Linked DNA regions of Drosophila melanogaster: region 2 is linked to region 1. Evidence: chromatin contacts called from public targeted proximity ligation data. All regions are on one chromosome and are shown on one strand. The core of a region is the stretch at or near the end of the contact, and the rest is flanking DNA. Distances in the headings are between cores, read along the strand shown. Region 1 holds the start of CG7408. Region 2 holds the start of lncRNA:CR43174 (long non-coding RNA:CR43174).

What was found.
Region 2: a targeted proximity ligation map of the S2 cell line shows a contact between it and region 1, with 2.9 times the contacts expected there. A contact is called at or near these places in 9 of 107 Hi-C or Micro-C datasets (the ML-DmBG3-c2 cell line, the S2 cell line, cellular blastoderm embryo and 2 more) and 1 of 7 datasets of targeted methods (the S2 cell line).

What each region holds. Positions count from the first base shown.
Region 1 is chr3L:17,877,198-17,881,618 of dm6, reverse strand. It overlaps CG7408, which reads right to left and starts at 2,523. Exons shown (of 7, transcript NM_140763.2): 1 at 2,371-2,523; 2 at 1,555-1,741; 3 at 1,322-1,489; 4 at 1,107-1,266; 5 at 811-1,037; 6 at 149-571. The coding sequence starts at 1,456.
Region 2 is chr3L:17,931,731-17,936,151 of dm6, reverse strand. lncRNA:CR43174 (long non-coding RNA:CR43174) reads right to left here and starts at 2,120. Exons shown (of 2, transcript NR_133259.1): 1 at 1,807-2,120.

The DNA of each region.
Region 1 (4,421 bases), core at 1,274-3,773:
TAACGGTAATGACATTGACATTGTGTTCAATTATTGAAAAAAAAAGTAGTACAAGTTTTATAATGAAATTAAATTAGTTCAGTCCGTAGTCGTTTTATGTTTATACGTAGTTTTAGCTTATACATAAATATCAAATAGCATGACTTACCCCCCTCAGTGGGTAATTAGAGGCAGTGGTAGAGTGTTGTCCCTGTGTTGGCCCACCATTATCGGATAGAAAGAGTATGATGCTGTTTTGGAGCATTTCCTGTCTGGCTAGGGCGTCGATTACAGATCCCACACTTTTATCCAGTCTGGAAACCATGGCGGCGTAGTAACGATGGGTTTTATTGCTAATGTATTCAAATCGGGACACCTCCTCTGCTGGTGCCTGCATGGGATCATCATCATTTGCAGCATGTGGAGCCAGATGATTCAAAAGCAGAAACAGGGGCTGGCTACTATTTTTCGATCCATGATCCTCAATTTCCTTGACGGCAGCATCAGTGAGCAAATCGGTGACATAATGACCCACGTGATCGTGGGTGGATTTAAGACTGTCTCGGAAATCGTGACCATTGTATCCCTTATTCTGAAAAAAACAAAAATATTGAAGGTTTCAATAAATTACAATAGAAAATTGAAAAAATATGAAAAATGTGATGTATGTATAAACAATATTTGTAAGCAAGATAATTTTGAATTTTTACCACTGTAAAAGTGTTATTATTTTTCGAAAGAATTTAAAAGAAGGAAACTTGCACTGCAGCTAGCTGAGTAACACGGGTATGCGTTTTTGAATAATAGATTCGTTTCCTAACTTATCCTTACCTGTTGTTCATAACTCTGGGTGTAGTAGTCCACATAGGCCCCAAGGTATCCCAAGTGACGATCGAAGCCCCTTTCCGTAGGCGTAAAATTACGCTGTGACAACCCCAAATGCCACTTTCCAAGGAGACTTGTTCGATATCCGTTTTCCCGGAAAATCTCCGCCATGGTAGTCTCATTGAGTGGAAGACCCCAAGGCTGATCGTTCACAATCACATAATGCTGCATTCCTAAAAGTAAGTTACAGTTATAGGATCACTCGGGAATATATTTCTATTATCATCGAAGCCTAAACTTGCCCGTATTTATAGGATATTTTCCAGTCAGTAGAGCTGCTCTACTGGGTGTGCACATTGGAGCTACATAGAGATTATTAAGGATCACTCCGCTATATGCCAAAGCATCAATGTTGGGAGTGAGGAAATTATTGGAACCGCGAAAGCTAACGTCGTCAAAACCCTGTCGTAAGCTGACGTTAAGTATTTAGATCGAATAATTATCACGTGGTGCCTACCAGATCATCTGCCATAATAATGATGATATTGGGCTTATCGGATGTGGCAACAATTCCATTTGATAAGGCAATACATAAAACAAAGCCAGTTAACAACGAGGTAGCACTGCTGAATTTATCCAGATGAGTTGACATCGCCGTGAATGGAGTGAGGATGATGTGGGACAGCTTGTAGAAAAAAAAAACAAATAAATGAGAATTAGTGCATATAAGCGTTTAAAAAATTAACATACCAAATGGGCGACAACAAGTCAGCGGGTAACACTCTGTCAATGATGGATGAGCTCTTCAGATCGTTCCGGATATATTAGCGGTATAATGCTTTTCAATTTAACCAATTTGGTCAGGCTTTTAATAAATAGTTAATTTTGGGAAATTTCTGCCGCTCAACAACTAACTTATCAACTAAATAACATCTAGCTGAAAAATAAATAAAGTACACCCAATATATGTAAATACTGATATACAGTATGCAAACAGCGTGGCAATGTGCACTTAGGCAAATGTTTTCAACAAATTAGGCGTAATTAAAGATCACAGCAACTACGAGTAAACGCAAATGAGATGAGTAGGAAGTTGTTTATGATCACTGCTAAAATATCGGCCTGGGAAAGCGTTCTCTACCAACTCAATTGTTTTTTTTATTATTTTGAAGTATTAAACTCTTCAGCAATCGTTTCTCATAATACATATGTTTCAAACTAACATGTTTATATATAAAATTAAACAATAACTTTAATGATAGGTACTTAGTTTATCATGCGATATATGTGAAAAATAATTCTTGTACACACAAAAAGTTAAAGATAAATAGTAGATAATGACAAGTCATTGTCACATCCATTAATAAATAAGCTTTTACACATGAACAGTTTCAGCTTGTTTATTGCATACGCCAAAACAAACATATTTTACATTTCTTAATTATTTGCAAACGCCAGTCCAAACCTTTAAATTGTATTTAATGATCGGGCGAAAATTTATTGCCAATTCTTTTAATTCTGTTCACACACCTTTATTATCAGACAGATTAAAAAAAAAATGCTCACCGAAATCAAATAAAAGGAATCCAAATAACAATGGACTTATCAGCTAGATTCGTGCATGCCAATTTCAGTCACTGGTATTCGCGATCGAGTTAATCGTTCCCCGAATCCTAATCTCTGATCCGCCGGACTCGAAGTGCGGAGAGCAACTAAGTAAGTAACCACTGAAAATATTTTGAGGCTGCCTCAATAGTCAGTTACCGGTTAATATATACATATATCCCATCCAAAATAACATCAAACCAGCTTTGGAGTGGGTGGTATCAAGAGAGAAAGGAAGAGAGAGTTGATTCTAAAGAGATTCGTGTTCCTCTTAGCGTGTCTACAGAAGAGATTTGCTGCATACTTTCAGGAGCTACAGTTTAAAAAAAAAAAACTTGACTGCAATTTACATTTAAAACTTTGGTCGATAATCCCGACTATCATATACCCGTAACTTTGCAAGTGGAAGTGCTAGGTAAACTTTTAATTTTTGTGGGAGTTAAAGTGACAATGGCATATGAACAAAATTTGTCAAGACAAATAATGAAATTCAAAAAATCAACATTTTTCAAAAGATAAGATATCGCTTGTTTACAAGCAACACAATCACTTTTAAATTAATATAAAATAAATAAAGAAACGGTTTTATTAAACAAGTTATTGTATAATGTGATCGAAAGGGACTGTGTTTGTGATTTTGAATTGTTTAAATTCTTGTGGCTGTCCCTGTAGTTGAGTGTTGTAAATTGCGCTTTTAGGTGTATTAGCTGAAACAATAACTAATGTTTAACTAGAGATTTAAACATGAACTTCACCTAACTTCATCTATACTGTGTCATCATCTATAATTCATCTATAATTGTTCATTTGAATGTAATCTTAAAGTGCACTTTTACGCACTTTTTTTGTTATTAAAGTTTTTAGGTCGCAACTTCCGATTCTCAAATGCGGAAGTGATTAAAATTTGGTTCTCTGCTGCAAGTAAACGTGCAAGGGAGAAGACAATACTGGATATATATAAAATCTCAATAGCTGATCCAGTATTTGATTATAATGAGGACGGATTAAAAAAACATTGCAAAACTTTTGCTATAGATTGTCGCAAAAGTGGGCTGCTTGTAAAAGAAATCTGAAGCTATTTGAAAGGACACAGATTGGCTTAAAATGGAGACCGTTTATAGCTTTAAATCGATTGACGATCTTAGATCTACAGGCCGGCCGTCAATGTCTTATAAATTATCGAGTGGAAGAACTCAGTGAAGAAAGGCGTCAAGTTTGGTGAAATCGACGGTAGGGAATATTAAATTATTAATCCAATCAGCGAGTGCAGCTGCGCGTAAGGGTGTTAAATCAGTAAATCACCATACATATTAAAACTGTTGGCTATCTGCCCTGAGAAAGCCGCTATGCCACGCCCACAATTGTTGGTATCGTAAAAGATATGACCTAGTGTAAACCAATACAAAAAACAGAAACTAAATATGTTATTAATTTTGGCCACAAAAAGGTACCATTCAGCCTATAGTGCATTAGATTATGCAACGTTTTTGTGAAGCATACTTTCTAGAAATTTTAGTTCCCTATAGCTCACATTGTTGCTTTTTTATTATAATTATGAAAACCAGCATTAAAATAATTTTAGTGAATTGGTGATATTTAATAAGATATTTAATAAAATAGCTTCCTGTTTTTATTTATAAATACAAATTATTCGAATTACTTATTGTTTACTGACAACATTTTTAAACTTTTAATGTCCAAAATAATACCAAAAGGATGAGTTGAACTTAACATTCCATAAAATGTTATAACTTATACCTTACGATACTCTACCTTACATTTATGATAATTATTCAATTATTATTTTATAATACGTTACATTTAAATAAATTTCCAAAATTGGTGGTTATTGTTTTGAATAGTTCAGAGTGAATTAAATGAAAACTAAATTACAATTAAAGCTTACTTAGCCGTGGACAATCCATCAATTAGACTGGATGCAGAAACGTGCTTGTACTGATCATACCATGCGTTTAGCTGAGATCGAACTATCCGGAATGTATCTTCCTTCG
Region 2 (4,421 bases), core at 871-3,370, 55 kb before region 1:
TGACCCTCACGGTCATCGATGAGCGGCAGTAAAAGTTCACTGGCTCCGACACTCAGGTAGACACTAGAGGCATTTAAAACGACATTAAGTTTTTAGATCGCGTTCTGGCAGCTGTCCAGGCCAACACTTATTATCCTATGCCGATTAACAGTCCAATCAACTGTCGAAGACAATTTTCATCGCTTTCATTTTCCACGCCAATGCCGCGCTGCCCAAATAGAAAATAACCGAATCCCAAAATCTTTGCATCTCTCCATTAAAAGCAATTTAATGTTTGCTACAATAAGCACGAACCAAATAAACGAAGCCGAACTCGACAAGAAATTGAGACATAGCCAACGAAAGTTCAACACTTTCTTTTCCTTTCTTTGGGGTGGGGACGTTGGGGGCATTGTCAAACAGTGGCAAGTTCAAACTCTCGTTTTGGGTAGGTGGCTGCCAGCAATTACCCGTTCCGAAAAGAGAAACAAATCAGTGAAACTATAACATGTCGATCCCACATAATAAATCATCGAAGAAGTACCCTATTCGTATGTATATCTTCATCATGTATCAATTCGCAATAAAATATTTAAAGTTGAATTTTCCAAAGTTTTAATACTGATTAAAAGTTAAAAAGCAAGTAATAATTTAGAAATCAAAATAGTTGGGACAAAATAGTTGGTTGTCGTCTTTGTTGGCTTTGCATTACCCTGCCAAAGAAAGGCATTCAAATGGCGATCCCCGAAAAGAAAGTGAAAAATGTTGCAACAACGGCAACAGCTCTATAAGACAACCGTAAGCCCCTCAACGGCCAAAGGGTGCAAGAGGGAGAGAGAGATGTTTGGATGACAGGGATGGACATATGCACGTAAAAGAAAGTGAGGTTGAGTGCGGATTGTAGGGCCCGGCGAGGTGTCATTGCTCCGGATTGAGTTCAATGGGGTTTGTTGAACTGGCCCCGACTCTTGGACATATATATTGGACATACATACATACATATATTCCGAATTTGAATGATTTTCACCGACAGCAGCGATCGGCAAAAAGTGAGAGTTGGACCGAGTAGGCAAATCGAGAGATTTGAATGCCTATTGGGGTCACCCAGTCACCAGTCTCCATTCGGAGTTGGGGCCCAACTCCGTGTTTCCAGACTAATGAAGATCTTTATCGGCCGCCGATCATGATGTATAATTTTTCTATGAAACACTCTTCACAGTTTCTTGGCACTCATGCTGCTTCTGTTGCCGCTTGTTTTCTGTTTGGGCAGTGACGCATTTTCGGGCTAAAAACTTTCTTCGGATCTCCGGTCTCTGAAAGAGGTCAGTGAACGTTTGCCGGAGAAAATCTCAAAAGCAGGGTGAAAAGGGCATGGTCTGGGCATATCGTATAACAAGCCAATTGAGACCACAAAGGAGGTAACAGATGCCTGAAAAAAAAAGGTGCAGGAGTTACGCTTCAAATTGGGATTAGTCTTGCTTTTTTTGAGACCAAAAAGTATCTGGTTACTAACTTCGACATGACCATGAACTTTCAGAACAAGCGTGGGGATGATTCCTTGATAGAATATTGGTAAGAATGTTATTTATGATGAACGCATTTTGAACAATTTAAAAATTGTAATGTGTTAACCAATCTAAAGTCGAAATTCTGAATTGTGTAAAATTAAAAGAGACTTGGAATTCTTTGTAAAACCATATGATTACCTCGTACGATCTATGAATTTTGTTCTTAAAGTCATGTTACCCATTTTTTTAAGTTCTGTATCTAGATACAAGATGTATCTAGATACAACGATTGCTTTTCATTCATAAACTGTTGATTTACCTGCTTCACTTTCAGTGGAATTCCATCTGTCTTGGATAAGGAAGTCATATTCATTTGGATACCCCGCCTTTACTTCACTCCTTATCTAACTCAATCGCCTAGCGACACTGGCGAGTTCTAATGAAACTGAATTTGACCCACATTTAATTTCATTCCGGACTACGAACTGCTTCCAAATTTCCCACGCTGCACATGGGCCAATGGACTGACCAAGTGTTAAGTTCGTAATATTCCCTGGAATCGGGAACCACACAGCGAGCACATGACCAGAACCCGACGAAAATGTTTACTTCACAGTTTCGTTGTCTGTTTTTGTAAGCTGCTCCGTTTGAGTGTTTTTAATTCAGTTAAATTAAGCACAGCTTGCTTTTATCTGGTCATAATAAAGTTTTATGTAATTCGCGCTCGGTTTGCCTGCGCCGATTTTTCAAGGTTTCAGCAATTATCCAAATGTGGCAGAGTCAACGGGACTGGTTTCCAGGAAGTTATGTTATATGGGGAACATTTAAAGTAAACAAACACCAGCTTGAAATAAAAATTTTATAAAGATTTTTTAAAGAACCATTTTGTAACACCCTTATAAGTGATAAGTGATATACATTTCTTAAAAGAAATCAACCAATATTGTATGTATTATCTATATCTACATATATTGTATATCTATTGAAATCCAGCTTGCTGTTATAATGACTTTATACTAGATATGTTTATATTTAGAAAAATATTAATCTAGATTTAGATTTTCTGGAAGAATTACTCATAAATATTTTCAAAATGTTACCTGTTACCTGTGCTTTGTAAATTTCCAATTTAAATTGTATTTTTTTTTTTGTATTTTTGTATATATTGCTGAAATAATAGCAAAACTGAAATAGCTTCTGAAAGAGTAGTTCTTCAGCCAAATATTGAGCTATGTATATTATTGTATCGAATCCACTGCACGCCTTCAATGCATGACGGCGTTTCAAGTTCAGCGAAAATAGCTGACAAGGCGTCCATTACCCGGTGGCTATATAGTCACATTATGCGGGCACTTGCAGGGCGGGATCGAGTGGGGTTCTGGAAAGGTTCTGGGTGGGGGCAGAGCAATGACCATTGACCGGCGGCCGATGTCCGCCCAAGTTGCGACTGAGACAATTGCTGCGCTAATGATGACGCACCCAAAACTGCTAAATATGCCGAGCGGTGCTCACGGGTCAGGCAAATGACCCAAAACAATTTCGAGGGGACGGAGAACAATTGAGTCGCAATTAGCTGTGGGCAGGGGGAAAATGGTAGGGCTGGGTCCCATGTGGTGGTCATTGATTGTGCGGTCTTCCACCATTTGATTTCAGCGCTTTTTTGAAAACACTCAGCGCTAGTTTGTTTCGATTTCCATATGCGATTCTATTTCCATTTGCTCACCCTGACCTTTCTGCTAGAATCGGTCAGTAATGGCTATACAATTCTAGTTTTGGCATTGAAATTTCACTGCCACGGAACTCAACTCAACTATTTATTTCTGTACTTCTTTCAGTTTGTAATGGTTTAAAATATTCCTTATATCAGTTGCAGCCCAAAAGAAAGACCCGTTAAAAATGAATCACTATTATAAGTTGCATATTTATATTTATTATAATCAACAGAAGTTTATTTGTATTTACATAATTATTTCTGAATCTAGCATATATTTTAATTTGTAAATGTTCAATGAGTTCATATTCGCTGCCTCGTAAACCTTATCAACACCCTAACACAATATGTTAATAACCTGTCACCCCAAAGGTCAAAACATAACCAAATGTAACCACGAGCAGTTCCAAGAACTCGTCTAGAGTTCAACAATTTGCATGAATACTAACCCACAAATTTACATAGAAATAACACAGATAGCTCCAACTTCCGAGATAATGTTAATGGAAAAGGACTTGAGTGAGTGGTGGTGGTTGGGGCTTTCGAAAGCTTTGGCCAATATGTAAACGCTAATTCATCAATTTAATGGCAGAGACATGAGGACGGGAACAGCACGCCAGAAAGTAATCATCAGTGGAAAAGTGAAGTGAAATAGGGAGTAGGAAATGGAAAAAAAAGGAGGAGCTAGTGGAAAAAAACAGGACATGTATGGAAGGCAACGACCCAGCAGTCGTTGACCCAGCAGGATGTCCCATCCGCTGGGCAAAAACGAGAGAGATTTATGACCGCAGCGCGAGTTGAACGAACTCAAGGAAGCAGGGAAACAGGAAAAACAGTAGGCGTTGTTGGAGCTGGAACCTAGGAGTGGATTACATAATGCCGCTGTCAGGACAATGTGGCGCCCGCACAAGCCCAGGAAAATTGGGCAAGTTGAGGACCGGAAGTTAACCTTGAAGTTGAGCGGGCGGTGAAAGCCAACCACCCTCCCACACAAAATCAAGCGGGGGCAACAACAAACTGCGCAGCATCCGAAAATCCAAGCCCAGTCCCGTTCCCGATCCGTTGCCAGCTCCTCGCTCCATTCCATGCCCCACCACAAAAAGCAGGATACGGAAGCGTCAAACCAGGACACGTGTTGGAATGCGAGAAGGAAGCTGGAAAATGGGGTGACTTCGGTGGCAAGGAATCCGAATCTGAACCCACTCAAGTGCGCCAGAAGTTCA